Linked DNA regions of Mus musculus: all the other regions are linked to region 2. The links are chromatin contacts, called in public Hi-C and HiCAR-type maps. All regions are on one chromosome and are shown on one strand. The core of a region is the stretch at or near the end of the contact, and the rest is flanking DNA. Distances in the headings are between cores, read along the strand shown. Region 1 has its middle 19 kb from the start of Gm34470. Region 2 holds the start of Peg10 (paternally expressed 10). Region 3 holds the start of Pdk4 (pyruvate dehydrogenase kinase, isoenzyme 4). Region 4 holds the start of Bet1 (Bet1 golgi vesicular membrane trafficking protein).

Region 1 (4,804 bases), core at 1,011-3,510, 840 kb before region 2:
TGTAGGCAAAGACATCGTAAGTTGATTTCTACTTTATCATGTTCACTCCAGCAACTGTGGAAAGGGCCAGAAGAAAGCAAGACTATGGAGCAAGAAGCAACGGCAGCTTCAACCCAGAAATGGCGGGAGCGAATGGAAAGGAGTACATGAGTGGAAAACCGGGCATCCCCAGTGTTAGAACAGGTTTAACAGGCATCTGAGAGGATGAGGGAATTGGAGAAGGATTTGAAATTTCTAATTGCCACAACTAAAGCAATCACAGTCCTATTCATGGAGAGTAAAGGCAGACAGAAGAGTGACCAGAAAAAGCAGATGCAATTGTGTCTGCTGAGCCTTACATGTCAATGAAACAGCCACTGGAGCTTCCAAATGGCTGTTGGATCCATGAGTCTGAAGCTCAAACATGACTTGGCATGGTTAGTTTCAATGTTGCTAGTATGTATGTGGTGACAAATTGGAAAACTGTGAGATTGTTCAGGCTGAAAATCCAGAGCAGAAAATAGGAGTCTCAGGTCTACAGTGGTCTTCAACCCAGAAATATGTATGTTATTTTATCCTATGTCTGGGTTTCTGGGGAGCTAATAAAGATCAGACGTGTCAACACACTATCTCTGAGAAGGACGTAAGATTCACGGGCACTGAGGCTCAGGACCCTGCATTTCTCAGTTACCCAGCCTTAGAACTCTGATGCAAGGGATAAATAAGGACAGAAGAACCTTTGGATATAAAAGGTCAGGCCATGCAATGCCACGGGCTGCAAGTAGTTACTGATGCCGTGCTTGGCCTCTGTGTGGGATATCCTGAATTTCCTTTCCTGATGCCATTCTATAGGGCTCTTCATGAACATCCCGAGGAGGGAGTGCTTTAATAGGAGAAGTGGCCAATGGTGCTGTGTGCCGTGAAGAGTACCAGTATCACGGGTAACTTGAACGTCACCAGGAAGTAGCCATGAAAGGGGATTCGCAGAGTACTATGGAGTATTGCTTAGGATTCTGGCACTAAAGCTTGCAATAGTACTGCTTAAACAGGAGAAACATTTCTTCTTCAGGTCTAACAAATCTTGGCACAGTCTCTTGCTCTGGAATGCCATTCCATTATTGTATTGACCAGAGGCTGCTCTCTCATTCCCACCTTATGAGTAGTTCATATCTCAAATTCATACCATGGTACGTCAGCTTCTAGAACTTGAGCTTTCTCATCGATGTTCTACCATGATGAAGGAAACAGAAAACAAGACCATCAAGCACTGTCCCTTTAGTAAGCTCCATGACTCTCCTACTAGCCTCTCACCAATCACAATCAAGGTGCAATCAGAGCTAACTGCCAAAAAAACCTAGGAAATCTGGTCGGTTGAATGACAAGTGCCTGGCTGGTGAGTAGCGTTATAGTGTCAAATAGAAAGACTGCATACTATGGAACCATTAATAATCCCTTTAGAAAGTGAGGTGATAACCTGGACCCTTGGGGACACCTAGAAACTAAACCACCAATCAACAAGCAAGCTTGAGCTGGACCTAGCTTCCCAAGCCCCACACATATGTAGCAGATGTACAGCTTGGTCTTCATGCAGGTCCCCCAACAACTGGAGCAAAGGGTGTGAGAATGTCCCTGAATTTGTTGTCTGCCCATGGATCCTGTCCCTCTAGCTGGACTGCCTTGTCTGGACTCAGTGTGAGAGAATGTGCTTAGTCCTGCAGTGACTTGATATGCTAGGGTAGACGAATACCTGGGGTGGAGGTGGGCTCACCCTAGAGGAGAAGGGAATAGGACTGTGTAAAGGAGACCGGAAGGAGGGGGGTGCTGTAATTGGAACGTAAAATCAATAAATAAATTAATGAAAAAAATTAAAAATTAGTTGATAAAAAAGAATAGAAAACAAAATAGGAAGAGAAAGTACAAAACCACAGACATTTGTTTTCCCAAGTGAGTGCATTTTTTATGCCACATCTTTTGAGAATGGTTTGGATGTTTGGTGGTTTAGAGCATGTTATTTCATTTCTGAATGCTGAGAAGGCTGTTGGAGGAAGAGGCTTTGCAGTCAGAGAGTCAAGAAAAGCAGCTTAACTGCTGAGGTGGTCATGTGAGCTGAGGGTTTGGAGTTTGGGTAGAGATTTCCAAACTTTAGGCACATAAAAATGTTGACATTCATTTCTTGTTAGGCCTTATTCGGCCAGAAACTGAGGCCAAGTACTAGTGAGGAAGGCTAAGCCTTTGCTTGAGTTTAGAGACCTGTCTTGTTCACTTCCGTACTGGAGTGACTCAGCACTTCCTGCTTAAGCCTGCCTCTGTCTAGCTACCCCTGATGTGTCCATTTCTTATAGGCCCCATGAGATAACCCCACACCCCTGGTCATCTCACCCCATACCTTCTGTCACCCTTCCCTGACCCCTATGCCATCTCACCTCAGCAAAAATCCCCACCTTCTTCCTCAACCCTATATAAACAAAAGACTAATACAATAAAATGAGTTCCTGCTTTGAGGACTCCCAGCTGGCCTGGTGAATCTCAGCCCCAAGAGACTCAGCCAGACTGGGTTCTCTCCTTTGCCCCGGACATGCCAGTAGAGAGCTGACAACTTTTGTGGTAGGAAACTCACACACCATGTAACATAACAGCAACAAAAACAACCTCTGCTACTGAAGTCCTTATATGCCATCTTCAGTCTTGTTGGGTAAGTCAATCAAACCAGGACAGCTGAAACCCCCTTCTCTCTATGCAAGACTTTCTAAACCTCTGGAGAGACAAACTGAATCTAGGAGTGTTGGTCCAAGACAGTTTTAATGATTTCCCGAAAATCCAGTTCAATTTTGTGGGAGTTCAATTTTAAGGCTTCAAGAATATGGACCCAATGTCATCAGACCATTTATGGCACTTTCAGAAACACTGCTGTCCATCAAGCACCAACCATCATCCTATCAGACATCTCTGCACCTCTGCTTCTCTCTTTAATACAACCTAAGAGTCCTCTTTTTACACATGGTTTCCTCAAAGGCTAACTTTCATCATGCTATCATCTAAGCTACCACTCTTATCTCATAACTAATGTTTGGCATTTCAATAGCAATGCCTGCACAATATGAGTGGCATTAATCCACGCTTGCTCATGATGCCACATGCTATCATTAATAACTTGGGGTACTCTATCATCACTTCAGGCTGTGATGTCTTTAAATTCAGGAACTTGTCTTTGACTGGCATAACATTTGACCTAGAAGATGCCCTGAAAGTCCCAGAGGCCGAACAAGTACATAGGGCAATGAATACCAGACTGAACAGAGGATCAAAAAAAAGAAAAGAAAAAGAAAAGAAAAGCAGAAAAACTGACAGGGAAACCAAAATCAAGCAGTGTAGTGGAAAATAAAGATGTGATAAACAGAATATTGTAAAGAAAAAATAGAGTACAGCCGGAAGAAGGTCATTAGAGCCTTGAAGACAATGTGGGTGATTTAATCACAAATAGTTTTAAGAAACACGAGAAAAGAAGTCTGCAGGCAACTTGAAATAGACTCTTAAGTACCTTTCAAACCCAAGAAAAATAGGTAGCAGAAAAAAATCAATGCATTGAAACCCAACAAAGCTTCAATGTACCATCCCTTTTCAATCAGTTGGACAGAAAATGATGTGTTTAGTACATCCCCCTTCTTCATGTTTGGACCTTTAAACAGGGTATTTGGATTCACAGTCTGTAGCCAGCTCAGATTGTCTCTGCTTCCAGCACGCTGCTGTACTTTTTAAATGACACTAGCCTTCCAAGCAAGATTGATTGTAAACCTGAAAAGGTTATATGTGATGTAATGAATAACACATGCTACCCCTGCAAGTGTATCTCCGGAAGGGCACACACACCGCCTTCTGTACGTTCGCATCATTTAGAAAATGTGGGGATGGATTTTAATAATCAAGCCAAAAGAAAATTTCCTAATACACTTACTTGATGCTCTGCTCTAACTCATTCACTCAGTGAATACACGGTTATTAGGAGCAAACTATTTTTTTTTTACAGTCTAAGAATATCTATGAATAACTGAGTAGGTGAATGAATTCGTCATGTGCAAGACCTCATGCAAGACACTGGGAAGGTATTAAGATAATTCATACATTGGCCCTTCTCTTGGCAGTGGTTACAGGCTGGTACAGGAAGTAAAACCTTCCTGGAAATCGTAGTTAGTATCACCAGAAAGCACACATGAAAGCACGCAAAATGAGAGAAGATATTTGTTGAAACAGAGGTGTTAGTGGACTTCTCATGAAGCTGTGTTGAAACTGAACCTTGAGGACTATGGACATGCACAATTTAGACTTCAGGCAAAGACATCTTGGCATAGAAAGAATATGAAGTAAAGTGTCCAGGGAAGATATAAAGAGCCTAGTGTGCACTTGTAAGGATTGATCCAGGAAACAGCACTAGATTGCAGTGAAAGTTTGCATGAAGAGCATTTCAAGTTAGAGCTATAACTTTCCATGGGATGATTAGCCAACAGTCTGTTGTCATTATCTCAATTAAGGTACATAATAACCTTGAGCTCTTCAAGGCTCATGAGGTTCTCCTTATCCAAACATAATTGGGTGCCACGAGAGGCCAATTCAAATGTCTCACTTCAAACGGAATCCATTTATCCACTAGTTTATGATGAACTGTGTGTATATGATCGTGAGGCACACAGGGAGCTTAACCATAACAGTTTCCTTTTTAATTTTTATTTTATTATTGTTCGTTTTATGTGTATGGGTGTTTTGCCTCCATGTATGTCTTTGCACCACATATGTGCCTGGTATCTCAGAGGCTAGAAAAGAGGGTCTAATC
Region 2 (4,514 bases), core at 1,238-3,737:
TTCCAAAGCATTTAATTCCAGGAAGTCCAATGGTGTCTTGATCAAATAATTAAATATGAAAATATTTTTAAATTTAATTTTTAATTTAAAATAAGTAATTGCCTTCATTGCTTCAAGGCATCAGTTAGGCCTTTTTAAAAGTTCCCATATCCCCCACTATCAGGAGTTTTAATTGTGGGATCTTTTTATTTAATAATGCAATGCACTTATTAAAAGTGCTTATGCATGTTAGGTATACTTATTATTATTGTTGTTAATTATTCTTATTATTCTTCTATTTACTAGACACCTGTGGACAAAAAATAAAACCGCGCAACAGAGAAACCGCAGGGAGGCGGGGCTGTGCAGCCAGGCTCAGACAGGCAGAGGCGCACATGCGCACTGGAGGCAAACCTGAAGGGAGGGGTTGCAGCCCGCATTGCGCAGGCGCAAGCAGGCTGGGGGAAGGCGGGGCTCTGGGCCACCTTGGAGGAGCTCTGGGAGGAGCTGAACAGTAAGAGAGGCGGGGCCTTGGGGGCGGGGGCTAGGCAGGCCACCTCAGAGGAGGCGGGCCTTGGGGGTGGGGACCAGGTAGGCTGGCTCTAAGGCGTCAGCACTTGGGAGGTTGGGCCTGTGGAAGCATGTTCTGGAAAAGCGCGCGACAGGCGAGGCGCGCGGCCTCTCTGCAGATGAGGCAAGGCTAGATGGGCGGGGCAGGTCTGAGACTGGCTACAACAGGGCTGCAGAATGACTGCATGCCTCCCCCCGCCCCCCTACCTCCCCAGACCCCTCCCACCAGCTCCCAACCACCAGATCCCTTCCGTGCAGCAAGAGTGAATCCCCCACCTCCCACCGTCCCATCATCTCCCACCTCCCATCATCTCCCACCTCCCATCATCTCCCACCTCCCACCTTGGCTTCGTGCCCACCCAGAAAACCGGACAGTTTCCACAAACTGTTGCTGGACACCCATTCGTGTCCCCAAGTCCAGTGCACCGTCACCGTCACCTCAATCAATCACCACTAGACAAGGCAGGCCATTCCGCCATCTCCAAAATCCAGCACCCCTCCACTCCACTGCCATAAGCAGGAGTTACGTGGGCAGAATGTTAAAACCAATTTTGGCCTCCCAGGGCTCCATTTTGTTTACCACCAGCACCACCACCATCATGCAGATAGCCGTCCGACAGGAAAACGGAGCCAGTTTTGACCCGAAAGGTGAACTGTGTTGTCCCCTCACCAAGGAGAGATACGTTCTCTCGTCTTCCCAACGCTACTTTCTGTGTCACTTAAGAGGCTGCAGGTCTTATGCCTGTGCCGCAGTTTGTAGCGCATTTTCTAAATTCACTCTTGTTGCGCTTTTGCGTTTGGTTACTCTCCTGCAGCTTTCCAAATTGAATACGTGAAACACGAATCGGTTTTGGGTATCACCGTAGTTCGGGCTGGTTTGTGGCGCATGAAGCGCCCCGTTCGCCCCGTTCACAGGTTCGCCTGTTCGCCCGTTTCATTTGCTCGTTCGTACGCTGAAGCGCATGAAGCGCCCATTAGTACAGTGAAGCGCATGGCGCGCCCATTAGTACAGCGAAGCGCATTAAGCGCTCATTAGTACATCGTAGCACATGAAGCGCCCATTAGTACAGCGAAGCGCATGAAGCGCCCATCAGTTCGTAGCGTGTGAAGTGCCTATGAGTATTTTGTAGCGCATGAAGCGCCTATGAGTATTTTGTAGCGCATGAAGCGCCTATGAGTATTTTGTAGCGCATGAAGCGCCTATGAGTATTTTGTAGCGCATGAAGCGCCTATTAGGATTTTGTAGCGCATGAAGCGCCCGTTAGTTTATCACAGCGCAAGACGCGGCCGTCTGCAGTGCAATCCGTTCGTAGCGCGGCACTTAAGAGTGCAGAGCCAGTCACTTTGCAGCGTATTTGGGGAGCTCATCACAATTCGGTCAGTAGCTCATGTGCGTCTGCAGCTCATCGCTGTCCGCAGCTCATGTGTCTACCGACCATTTCTGGACGCGAGTCGTGGAAACCGAATTCGCGGACCCGAAGCCGTGAAGACTTGCTTTCCACGCTCTCGTCTCAGGATCTGGCCACTGAAGGCTTGACAAAATTTGCGAGGAGATATTTTGGGGGGCGCTACTTTTATCTCCCGCAGCTCCCGATGTAAAACGGGGATTGCGTGTGACCGTTTTCTTGGAGTTAAAAAAAAAAAAAAAATCCTAACCATACTCACCACACGAGGATTCCTCTGCGATGCCACGAAGGATGAGGGGTCCCGCGACGGCCCGGTCCACTGGGTGACCGCGGTCCGGAGAAGGCTCCGGACCGCAGCCCGCGCAGCAGACCTAGGCGAGGCTCGGTGGACCTTCTCGGTTGGCTGCTCTCCCCAGGTCGTAGTTGGTCAGGATTCTTCGACACACACCAACTCAAGTTGGAAACGCGTGTATCGGGAGTCCGGACTGCTTGCCTTATATAGAGAGATCCTAGGAGGGGGGGCGCCAAATCCCAGCGTGCTTCGCGAGCAGCGGGGGCGGAGGGGGGCGCGTGGGCGGGCGCCTTGGGGGATGGGGTGGGGGCGCGGCATGCACTGCTTTGGCCCGCCGCTAGGGGCAGCATGGGCTCAGGAAGGGGGGGTGCGCGATGCTGAACTGGCCAAGCTGGGAGGAAAAAAAGAAAGGGAGGGGAGGGGAGGATCGAGGACGGTTGGCTTAGGCAGGCCAAGAATGCTATTATTCTGGTGGTGGGAGCTGGGAGACCCTTGTGCTTGGACGGGAAAGGGTCGGGGGACACTCAAGATGAGCCCCGCGACCACTGGCACATTCTTACTGACAGGTTAGTGGCCTGCGCGCGACATGGAGGTTCAGGGGCCCACAGGCCGCCGCCTCACACTCCCCCACTCGGGTTCCGGGGTACCAGGGCGTGCCCAAAGGGTGCTAGTCCCGCTCTATGCCCAATGCCTCCCCCTCACAGCACCCCTCTTTCAGGACACCCTGCAGCCCACCTTTTGGGCCAAGTGGGTCCCTCCCCAGGCTTGACCCCTGGCCTTCTCTTTCTCTCTGCACCCCCACGGCCCCTCCCTGTCCAGCAGGGCAGGAATTCAGCTCCAGTTTCCATTAAGAAGGGCGCCCCTCCTCGCCCCCCCAGCCTAGTGGTGGACATCTTCTGATCCCTGAAACAGACTTGGGGGGTCGTTGCCCCTCGGGGTGGGGATGGGGGTTTTATCCCACAATTGAGACTCCCTGGCCTAGATGTGAACCAAAGGACATGTCTGGCCAGCTGCTTTCTCTCTTACACAAAGATGTACATCTTTTCTCATTTTCTGGGATCTGGTTGAGAGAGAAAAAGACCACCAAAATGTGACATTTAAAAGATCGAAGCCCCCCCCCCCCCGCGCGCTTTTTTTTTTTTTTTTTTTTTAAAGCATATTTCCTGGTGGCGCGAACCTGATTTTTCCTTAGGTTTTACCGAACACGGAAGCAGGATCATGAAATTCTGGGAGCCAAACGGCGGTGTGCAGGTCAGGGTCAACCATGGCTGGGGGCCAGAGATGCTGCAAACAGCACCCATTGCCCTACTAAATACGTTACGAAGGGAAAGCAAGAACAATTGAAAACAGCTGTGGATGCTTCCAATGTTCTTGGCGGGCTTTGGAAGCCTTCAGCTACGGACTTTGTGAGGTTTACACGGAGACCTCAGCTTCCCCCCCCACCCCGCGCCGTTTTATGTTTCTAAATCTTGTGGGTGAATGAATGTTTTGGGGAGCAGTAACTGTAGGTTCAAACCTTTGAAACAGGTCACCGAGACTCAGCTCCAAGCATTTCCTTGGCTTGAAACATAAACCTGTAAATTTTTTTTGTTTGTTTGTTTGTTGTTGTTGTTTTGTTAGAGAAATTTGCAAAGGAACAAGGCATTCAAATACTGACTGGGAAAGGATGTTAAATAAAACCTTAATTCGGATTCCCACCTAAGCTGCTCAAAGTCTTAGGTGCTGAGAAAATTAACAATCTGTTGCTAATCTTTGTCAAAAAAGTTAAGGTTAAAAGGAAAATCAAATTGTCTACAACTGAGTTAGATTTATAAATCACAGATGAAACATATTTGTTTTTTAAAGACTAAAACTGAGCATATTTCAGCAATACTTCTGCAGCATTTTTTTTCCTTAAAGGAAAAACAAGACTTTGACCCATTGTGAACGACAGGACCCTGCGCTGTACAAAGCATTAAGCTTTTTAGCACTAAGCAAAACTCATTCATTTCCTGGGAATCTACTTATTAGAAATTAAATGTTGACCTCCAGAAATAAATAAGTGCAGATTTCCAAGAGCAAAGGACATTTATCTAGGAAATTGGGCGAACATAATCATTACTTTTAATTTAAAAGTGTTTATCCTTTTCTGCAAGACAGACTGATTCCAGGATTTTAAAACAATGTTTATTTAACAGTCCCTGTTCCGGTGACTGCGGGACTCTCATATGCTTACGAGCAATTTCTTTCACCCTCAAAGTTAATTCACCAAGCTGTTCACTGAGAGC
Region 3 (4,996 bases), core at 518-3,017, 750 kb before region 2:
GCAGTGTCTGTGTGCAGCCAGCGGTGCTGTCTAAGCTCCTTTAGCTTCAGTGCTGGAGCCACAGTGCTATGAATTGCATTTACTTTGCCCACTTTTCTTCCTCTTTTCTCTCAAGAGTCAGTTGCTGATGTCTGGTCATCCACCTCTGGGTTATTTCTCGGTGTCTTTAAGAACCTGCACCAGATGCTCATTACCAGAAAACCGTGACTGTTGAAGGTCTCCATTGGATTTTTTCCCCCATAGGTCTGAGCAAAATGCTTGGACACAATGGCAGGCATAAATGCTAGAACTTATATGTGACCACTAGACAGAGGTGGTGGGATGGACAGAAAGCCAACGTGTTATTTCTAAGCAAGTCACACAAGTGGACACAACATTAGGCAGACCCCCAGTATTGGTGGTAGGTTTAAGAGGAGGAACTTTGATGCTAGACCTGTGCCTGCACAAGTCCACTAAACAGCAGAGCACTGGAATCTGGGGCAGAGTTTGAACTAGAGGCAGAAATCAGACATCAGTCCTGTGACTGGGTGAGCTCTCATGGGGGAAAATGCAAAGAGTGCACCCACCGTCATCTATGACTTTCATAACACCCCAGTCTCCTCATATGCAAGGGTCGAAGGCTAAGGGTGCCTTGGATAACAAACTGCCCTTGCAGTTTATTACTATTAGTAGTTCCCATTACATTGCATTTGCAACCAAGTCGTTACAGCGTCCCTAAACACTGGCTTCATTCTACAGTCCATTTAGAGTGAACGGGAGGACGAGAGAGGTTAGGATGAGAGTGTTATGACCCGCTAGCATGTTTCAACAGCAGTCATTAGGGAGGTCAATATTGGGCAGTAACAAAGTAGGGTAGGATGCACTGAGCCTCTGGGAAATGAAAGAGCCCAAATAACTAAAATATGCTACTGGTGCCTGCTAGTGACAAAGGCTGCTTTTTGGAAGGAGGGCAGCCGCAATGAAGAAAGAGCTTTTGGAGCAGACTGGGGAGTGGAGGGCGGTCAAGAGCAAACTAGAAGGCCTTAGAGAAAGAGGGGAATGACAGGGAAGGGGGACTACAGGGCCAGCCAAACCCTCAGCAAATCGCTCTTTAGTTTGCATTTAATTAACAGGTAGAAAGTGTTACAGGAGAGAAGTGAACTGGGATTTTCCACCACATTAATAATAAGCCTATTTAGGCAGTTTCTAAACTTGAGCTGTTCGCTAAGAAGAAAGTGGATAAAACTGTAGGGTGGTCCTTGCTTTCGAGGTCCAATGGCAAAGAAGCCCATACTTTAGTAAGCAGATGATTGGCTACTGTAAAAGTCCCGCTCTGAGCGAACACCAATGCACGCTCCGCGGTGAGATTCTTGGAAACAGTTTCTGGCTAGGAATGCGTGACATTGAGATGGCTCTGGAGTTGTAAACAAGGACAAGTCTGGGCGGGCCTGAAGTCCTAGCGACCTGGGATCTATCCCAAGGGGGCCCACGTCATCCCGGATGCCTGCTGTGGCTGCTCCCCCTATCCCACCCCAACCCTCCTCCCTCTCACCCTTTGCCCCTTGCAGGCCATGGAAACCGTGTCGGGATCACTGTGCCAGGCCTTTCTAGTGACCGCGGCCAAAGGGAGGAGCCCAAAGTTCTTTCTCTGAGCTGATTGGTGTGGCCCCAAGTTCAGAGTCCCAGAGCCTCCTCCTGGCTGGAGTTGTGGAGAGGGCGTGGAGGTAGATAAAAGGCAAGACATCGGGTGGTGGGAAGACCCAAGTGTCAACCCTTCACCCAGGCTCGAGCACCCGGGACCCTGGGACCACAACGCACTTGCTCCCTCTCGACCGCGCTCCTGACCCGCAGCCCTCGCCAACCCTACGGATCCTAACCACCGCCAGCCTAGGTGGGCGTCAGGATGAAGGCAGCCCGCTTCGTGATGCGCAGCGCCAGCTCGCTGAGCAGCGCCAGCCTGGTCCCCAGGGAGGTCGAGCTGTTCTCCCGCTACAGCCCGTCCCCGCTGTCCATGAAGCAGCTGCTGGACTTTGGTGAGAGGCGGGCGACGCAGGGCCCAGGAGGGTGGCGCTGAGGCTGGGGAGGCCCCAGGATGGGAAGGGCTGAGTTCAGGGCTAGGACGACTGAGGTCTCTTTGACCGAAGAACTCGGGATTCTCAAAAGGCTGTGCACCTGTTTTCCTAGTTTGGTTACTTTCTGACAGTTTGTACCAGAAAGGCTAAGTCACTTGTAACCATACTGATGCTCAACTTCGAATCTACTTTTCTCTTCTCACTGTCTAGATCATTTGAGTGTGTATATATATATATATATATATATATATATATATATATATATATATATATATATATCCTTTCAGCCACCATTTTAATAATGGACTAGAAGCTAAACTAACTCCTTTCTTCCCAATTTCCTAATAACACAAACTTACCTTAGATTGATAGATACAGATTTAAACTCATACTCCCCGCCTCCACACACACCCCGCTGATCTCTTGGCATGCCTAGCAGGCATCTTTACTATTTCTCCTTTATTGTTTTACAAGTATTTACATTACTACTACTACTACAAAAAAAAAAAAAAAAAGACAGTTACTCCTTTTCTTCCGCGGTGGCATATGGAACATTTCAAGATGTCAATGTGGTATTGTTTGTTGCTAGTCTGGAAAGGCCTCTGTCTCCTTCTACCCAGACCCTTTCAGGTTCATACTCATTAAGGGTGTGTTATTGAGTTTGTGGTACAGGCCCTGGACTCACGCATAGAAATAACTGGAGAGTGGTCTGATTTCTCCACCGTGGGCTTATTTTTTTCTTTTCATAAAGAAAATAAACAGTATTTCACCTATATTGGTCACTCTTAAAAAGTGAAAAGGGGGTGAAATTGGACAGAAAGAAAAAGGCACTAAAGATCTAGCTTTAAAGTGTCTATAAGCACTAAGCTAACTGTAGTTAAGATATTATTTTACAACATCCTTTGTATTTGCTATTTAGTCTCAAATTTTCCCCCAAACTGAACACGCTTCACCCACTACAGGTTCAGAAAATGCCTGTGAAAGAACGTCCTTTGCTTTTCTGCGGCAAGAGCTGCCCGTCCGCCTGGCCAATATCCTGAAGGAGATTGACATCCTGCCTGACCGCTTAGTGAACACTCCTTCGGTGCAGCTGGTGAAGAGCTGGTGAGGACACACGGTTTTGAAGTCTCTGGCTTTAAAAGTTACCTGAGCACCACTTCTTAGACCATATTAACAGCGTGCTTGGATAACAGGCGGTCTTAAGAGAAAATAGTTTTGAAAGTTGTAAGTAAGTTTGTATTAACTTAGGGCAGGTTATCATTAGGATTGTTATAAATCTACAAATAGATGTTTGTTAATATCCTAAAAAAGAAAAAAATCGTTCCCCTTCACTTTGGAGGTGTGTGGCTTCTGTTTTTGCTTTTCTTTTCCTTTTCCTTTTCCTTTTCCTTTGTTCCTTGTTGTTATTTGGCTCTTAAGACCGGCTCTGGTGAATCACAGGCTTCCTGGAACTCCTAGGATGACCTTGACATCCTTTCTACTTATCTTCACCTCTTAGTTCCTGGGATTATAACCATGTACTACCATACCCAACTTCCATTACAATATAATTTGGATGTATGGGATAAGTTTGAAGAATAATTGGCATAATGGATTTTTTTTAATTTTTGTCCTTTACATAACAAAGGATGGAATCTGAAATTGTACAAACAATCCTTTGCCTAGAAATTGATGTAGATGTCTGCTGTTCGGAGAGGGTCTACGTTTTGTTCCTTATCAGCAACTAGCAAAGTGATCCTTGGGTTCAAATTCTGCCTTGGCATCTCCCTTAGCATCTTAGCAAGTGCCTGAACCCCTCCCTGCCCGCCTATTGTTACAAGAGATGCTGCGTATAATTAAAGGGAGTAATTTATTTCTTAGACAGACAAAGCAAGCACGTGGCCAACATTCAACCTCGGTTACTTTGACTGTTTTCTTTAAACTAAGAGATGCCTAGCAAGCAGATGTTTGGAGGGCAGATCCATGCTATAAACTGTAGTAGAAAAAGAGTCCTACTCTAGTCCATTGACTGACTGACTGTGCAGCATACCAGTGATTGGAAGAAATATGGTATGCCAAAAGAATTATTCCAATCTGAAATATTACGTGCAGGCTGTGGTACCCATTGCAACTGTCAAGACTTTAGCTCTCCTGCAAGACGTACAGTCAGGAAAAAGAAAACAGAATGATTTAGGTTTTTCTTCTCTTTTTTATTTATTCTTTAATCTTTTTTTTTTTTTTACAGTCCAGACTTTATCCTCCTCCCAGTCCACCCTCTGACTGTTCCACATCCCACACGTCCTCCCCCAATCTCCAAAAGGATGTCCGTACCCACCCCACCCCACCCCACCAGATCTCCCCACTCCCTGGGGCCCCAAGTGTCTTGAGAGTTAGGTGCATCTTCTCTGACTGAGTCCAGACCAGACAGTCCTCTGCTCTATATGAGTTGGGTGCCTCATATCAGCTCAGTGTGTGCTGCCTCGTTAGTGGTTCGGTGTCTGAGAGATCCCAGGGGTCCAGGTTAGTTGAGACTGTTGGTCTTCCTATAGGGTCGCCCTCCTCCTCAGCTTCTTCCAGCTTCTCCCTAATTCAACCACAGGGGTCAGCAGCTTCTATCCATCGGTTGGGTGCAAATATCTGCATCTGACTTTCAACTGCTTGTTGGGTCTTGAGGGCAGTCATGATAGTCCCCTGTCTGTAAGTACACCATAGCATCATAATGGTGTCAGGCCTTGGGTCCTCCCCCTCAGCTGAATCCCAATTTGGGCCTGTTGCTGGACCTCCTTTTCCTCAGGATCTTCTTCAGTTTTGTTCCTGAGGTTCTTTCAGACAGCAACAATTCTGGGTCAGAGTTTTTGACTGTAGGATGGCAAGCCCATCCCTCCACTTGATGCCTTGTCTTTCTGCTGGAGGTGGACTCTACAAGTTCCCTCTCCCCACTGTAGGACATTTCATCTAAGGTCCCT
Region 4 (4,513 bases), core at 1,272-3,771, 660 kb after region 2:
AACTAGCAGCAGAGAATGGAGGTAGAAGATAGCACAGAGGGAGGGGAGGGAATTGCATTTTAAATGCATGTGTGCATTTTGTTGTCAGTATTTCCTCAAGTCCACATTTGCATATCAGTTTTATAAATAAAACTAGTGGGCATATTTCAACAACCTCTGAAGAACCTTCTTGAAAATATTTTTTGTCTCTTAAGTATAGAAAACTAATCTCCACCATTGTTTAAAAAGCCACAAGGTATGCTGATGCTTATTACGTGTCTGTCACCGTGTTCGATCCATGGATAGGAAAAGAAACAAGCTGTAGGCTTTAAGTTTCTCTTGGCATTTTGAATCTATCAGGATGATCACTCAACACATTTAATAACAAACACTATTAAAATGACTACGAATTTGAGCAAATTGATGGTGAGTGGTAGGAAATATGGCCTTCTAAAGCAAATACCATGAAAATGAAATCTAACTCTATTAATCTAAAATGGTGTTTTACAAATGTCAACAAATTTTAAAATTTAAAATCAATTTAAGTTACTAATTAAATACAATTATTAAGGTGCCAGAGTGTCCATTTTGAAATTTAGCTTCATCATGTGCCTCTAATGATTGCTGGAATTAAAAAGAACCAGGATTTAGTGATGCGCCTGAAGCAATGGAAGAGAGAAGCATGTCGGCAGAGTAGACAGCAGCAGTGCTACCCTCCAACATCCCACACATCCCTTGGGTCTCCTAAGGTCATGCATATCTTGAAGGCCATGTTTTACTACCTGGACTTATTTTATCACAAGAATTTCATTCATATATGTATCATTAACTATAGAAGCCACTTATTCTATATACAAACCTGCTTTGTTGGTAGTTTGGAAGGAATGTGCCTCATAAAATTCTGTCCTTTCTTTCCTTTCCCTTGAGATATCATAGCTACAAACTACCCAACTTCCTCTCCTCTCAACATCACTGTTATTTGAAATGGTCCACTTTACTCAGCCTTGATGCATATATATGTACATCAACCCACTTTATCCCTCTCTACCTATCTCTGTCTCTCTGTGTATAAATCTATACCAACCTCCTTATCCCTATCTACCTATATCTTTCTGTCACATCAATCTCATTCATATATTCCCATTTCTTTCCTCTTCTTCTATGAATTATGACCTTGAATAATCAAAAAATGTTTCCTAAGACAAATGCAAGTTTATGGTTATGCAGCCAATGTAGTGACCCTGTGCCCTTGCTCAAACCCCCACACTTGTTTGGTGTGCCTCATTGTTCTGAAACTCTTAATAATTTTTGTCTTTGATCTTGTATCATGCAAATGAAGTCTAATGGCATAATATAACATGCTCATGTGCAAATGATATATTTGTAATAAGTGTTTTTATTGTTCTTCATTAATATGCTCTGGATTCTGATAGCCCTCTGACTCATCAAATTTTGCAAGATATTAAAAGCTACAAGGTGAAGATGGCATGTTTATGCTCGAGTATGAACACTTATAGTTCCCATAGTCACATGTTGTACTTGAATAAGAACTTGTGATAAAATCATCAAGGATCTTTGTTATATCCCCATACTCATCTCACATTCTGTATTAGTTGAATTGAAAATTATCACATAGCAATAGAAGCAAAGAAGGCGGAACTTAGACTCTTTCTTTCAGCCATCAAACCACAGTAAGCTGAGGGCAGAGTGTTAGTGCAATGTGTTTCTATTATGAAGTATAATGTGTGTAGTGAGGTGGTTCAGCAGCTAAGGGTACTTGCTGCATATGTAGCAGAGGATGGCTACATGCTCCATGGAAACAAGTATGAGGTATTTGTGTGTACGTTTTAAAAGCTCTAAGTAGGGTGGAGTGTTTAAAAGCTAAATATCACAGTTCTTTCCAGACTTAGATCAAATGCGTTAGGAAGCTGAGACTCCCCACTTCCCTACCCGGAAGTTCTACTGCAAGGATACATACATACATACATACATACACACACACACACACACACACACACACACACACACACACACATATATATATATATATATATATGTGTATATATATATATATTTTTTTTTAACTATTCCACTGGGCAGGATCAGGAAGGAAGAGGATTGATTTTCCTTTCCTGCTAAGAGGCTCAGACAGTAAGATGAGACTCTGTTTGAACAAAGTTTGCACTGACTTTCTCACCTCTGACTTTGGGTGAGCGGGAGTGCAAGGGAAAATCATGAAAGAGTCAACCATCATCCCGGCTAGGGAGGGGTAACTCTCCCAGGTTAAAGTTGGCACTAACATCAAAAAGTGCCATACTAAAAGTTCTGGATTAAGTAATGACCCAGAATAACAGGACTAGAGCCCCAGCAGCTGTCGCTGCCCTTCCGGAAGCCCCGCCCATTCCAGGCATTGTTCCTACCACGCCCCTCTTACCCAGTGCCCCAGAAGACGGAAAACTACATTTCCCAGAATGCAACTAGTAATCGCATTTCAGGACGCCTATATGTGTCCGAGTGACGACATAAACCGGCGCGGTGTTTAGACTTTACTGATGTCGTGGCGCTCTGAGGCAAAAAGTTGTTGCTCTTAGGAGCCCTGGGACTGAAGCCGAGGTCGGGTGACCCTGGCCCTTTCCTACTCACTCCTCCTTGCCCGCCTTTCCCTCTCCTGGCAGGATGAGGCGTGCAGGCCTGGGTAAGAACAGTGCTGAGGTTCGAAGTTTGGGGACCCTAGGACCTGCTGAGTCGGGAGCAGGGTTGTGGGAGGAGACTACCGGCCCTCTGTCAATGACTTTGGTGTTCAAAAGCGAGTTATTTGGGTTCTTTGGAGAAGGTTCTCTTCCTGTGTCCTAGTTCCGAACGGTTTCCTGAAGTTGTATTTAGACAAAAGTTTAAACCTATATGCTAGGTTGCACAGAGCGGTGAATTGGTTAGCATAAGTTTTTCTTTTTCTATGTGCTAGTTTGGGGAGTAACCCAATTTCCCAAGCCTTGCTGTTTCCTTTGCTTTACTCATTCTGGATCTTAACTTTTTTTTTTTTTTTTTAAGAAATGACATTTGGGGAGTAGTAAGCTTTAAGCCCACTAATAATGATGCGTTAGTTTGATAACCGTGAGTTACAAAGGTGAATTTACGTGTCCTTATTGTTAAAGTGCCTGTTATGAAAGGTCTGGGTCAAAGGCGAGTTACTTGGAACACTTCTGACCTAGACCTTGTCCCACTGCTAAGGCAGTAGATGTTGGTTTTGATGACTTAAATGGGTCAGGGGAAGGAATAGCTTAGTAATAACTGAAGTTCTTTCTCTATTAGCCATGTCTTAAAGAAGGAAGGGCAGAATGCTTGAAAAAAATGTGTGAAATATTAAAAAGGATGTTGCTGTTCTGGCAGACATTGGAATAGTAAAAAAAAAAATAGTTTTTAAAAATTTGAGGTGTTAAAGCCAGTGAATGGACAAACACTTAAAGTTAGGTATGAAAACTAAAGCCTCTTTTGCAACTCATAATTCACGGCTTGTTATGGGTTTTGATTATGTAAGAAGGAACACAATATTCATGACAGTGCAGAGACATGGTAGTAGTTTCAATAAGGTTGGTTATAGGAATAGAATGTGTGGACTTTAAAACCACTGAAAAATAAGGGCCTTGAATGGTGTCAGTAATATAGATTGACAGGGTTGTCAATAAGTAGTTGCATGTGAAGAAGTTGTAAATTTAGTTTTATGAATCCTTTCAGTCATTGAAAGAAATTAGTTCATCTCAAATAACCTAAAGAACTATTTTCAAACATGATTAGTCATATATGCCTACATTTTTCCAACACTAATAACAGCAGACATTTATTGTGACGCACCATGTGCTTCCCAAAGCTTTCAGGGTTACTGTGGAGCAGAAGATAAATTGCTGCGGAAGCAGATGACAAAGTACGATCCAAGGTGGTAACTTCATCCCAGTACAGGTTAAGTTCATCGGATAGTAAATGCAGTGGGGGCTTAATAATCCATGGCTCACGGTGGGCTTCCTGGAGCCGGAGAACCTGAAGGATGCTGGTGACTGTGAGGGTTGGGAGAAGTAAGTCCCAGATGAGAAGATGGCCAAACAAGATTCAGGGTAGTTATGAATGATGTATACAAGAGGTTGTGGTGATGAAGTCACTCTGAGTGAAGCTAGGACCCTGAGGCACCCGAACGATCTGACTATTCAAGGACTTTACATTCATCAGTAGGCCACTGGCCTATTGGAATTTTGTTTGTGCTGTACTGTTTTTAATACGTGCAGGTCAGGGATTTGACAGTAGGTTTCTATCTCTGACTTGTATTGTATGTTACAATTACTCAGAAAGATGTTAAATTAGATTTTCAATTAAATTAGAATCAGCAGGCAAGAGTCCCCTCCTAAGTCTTTTTGAAGTGCAGTGAAGAAGAGGGGTAATTATTTGTTTAAGTATGCTTATCACTTAAATTGGTGTTGAATTATGAAGACCTAAAAGTATCATTGTGTGCTGACCTGAATTTGAAATTTGAAATAATAGTGAGTCT

Evidence for each region. Hi-C and Micro-C count contacts between places; a contact is called where the count stands out from the background. HiCAR-type assays count read pairs that join an accessible place to other places.
Region 1: a contact with region 2 is called in a Hi-C map of adipose-derived mesenchymal stem cells, with 1.9 times the contacts expected there. The contact joins the enhancer-like site here to the promoter of Peg10 in region 2. A contact is called at or near these places in 8 of 39 promoter capture datasets (the 3T3-L1 cell line, the SN4741 cell line, hippocampal neurons and 3 more), 1 of 15 datasets of contacts at CTCF or cohesin (the NIH/3T3 cell line), 4 of 484 Hi-C or Micro-C datasets (adipose-derived mesenchymal stem cells, cardiomyocytes, cortical neurons and 1 more), 10 of 115 datasets of contacts at active chromatin or transcription factors (astrocytes, embryonic forebrain, embryonic midbrain and 4 more) and 2 of 9 other capture datasets (embryonic stem cells and liver).
Region 3: a HiCAR-type map of astrocytes shows a contact between it and region 2, with 2.7 times the contacts expected there. The contact joins the promoter of Pdk4 here to the promoter of Peg10 in region 2. A contact is called at or near these places in 1 of 39 promoter capture datasets (liver), 5 of 115 datasets of contacts at active chromatin or transcription factors (astrocytes and embryonic stem cells) and 3 of 9 other capture datasets (embryonic stem cells, liver and pancreatic islet).
Region 4: a contact with region 2 is called in a HiCAR-type map of astrocytes, with 2.5 times the contacts expected there. The contact joins the promoter of Bet1 here to the promoter of Peg10 in region 2. A contact is called at or near these places in 2 of 39 promoter capture datasets (liver and pre-B cells), 3 of 484 Hi-C or Micro-C datasets (cerebellum, embryonic stem cells and myocytes) and 2 of 115 datasets of contacts at active chromatin or transcription factors (astrocytes and embryonic hindbrain).

Annotation. Positions count from the first base shown.
Region 1 is chr6:5,580,622-5,585,425 of GRCm38.p6, reverse strand. No RefSeq gene overlaps it. Among named protein-coding and RNA genes, the nearest start is that of Gm34470, 19 kb to the right of the region's middle. Within about 2 kb of position 2,260, at least 46 of the 459 cell types and tissues checked have an H3K27ac peak or open chromatin away from gene starts, as enhancers often do. A contact at or near this core is called in the NIH/3T3 cell line and adipose-derived mesenchymal stem cells, where this site is marked.
Region 2 is chr6:4,745,279-4,749,792 of GRCm38.p6, reverse strand. Peg10 (paternally expressed 10) reads right to left here and starts at 2,487. Exons shown (of 2, transcript NM_130877.2): 1 at 2,215-2,487. Sgce (sarcoglycan, epsilon) reads left to right here and starts at 2,589. Exons shown (of 11, transcript NM_011360.3): 1 at 2,589-2,813. The coding sequence starts at 2,705.
Region 3 is chr6:5,493,049-5,498,044 of GRCm38.p6, reverse strand. It overlaps Pdk4 (pyruvate dehydrogenase kinase, isoenzyme 4), which reads left to right and starts at 1,767. Exons shown (of 11, transcript NM_013743.2): 1 at 1,767-2,012; 2 at 3,014-3,155. The coding sequence starts at 1,883.
Region 4 is chr6:4,084,938-4,089,450 of GRCm38.p6, reverse strand. It overlaps Bet1 (Bet1 golgi vesicular membrane trafficking protein), which reads left to right and starts at 2,521. Exons shown (of 4, transcript NM_009748.3): 1 at 2,521-2,674. The coding sequence starts at 2,656.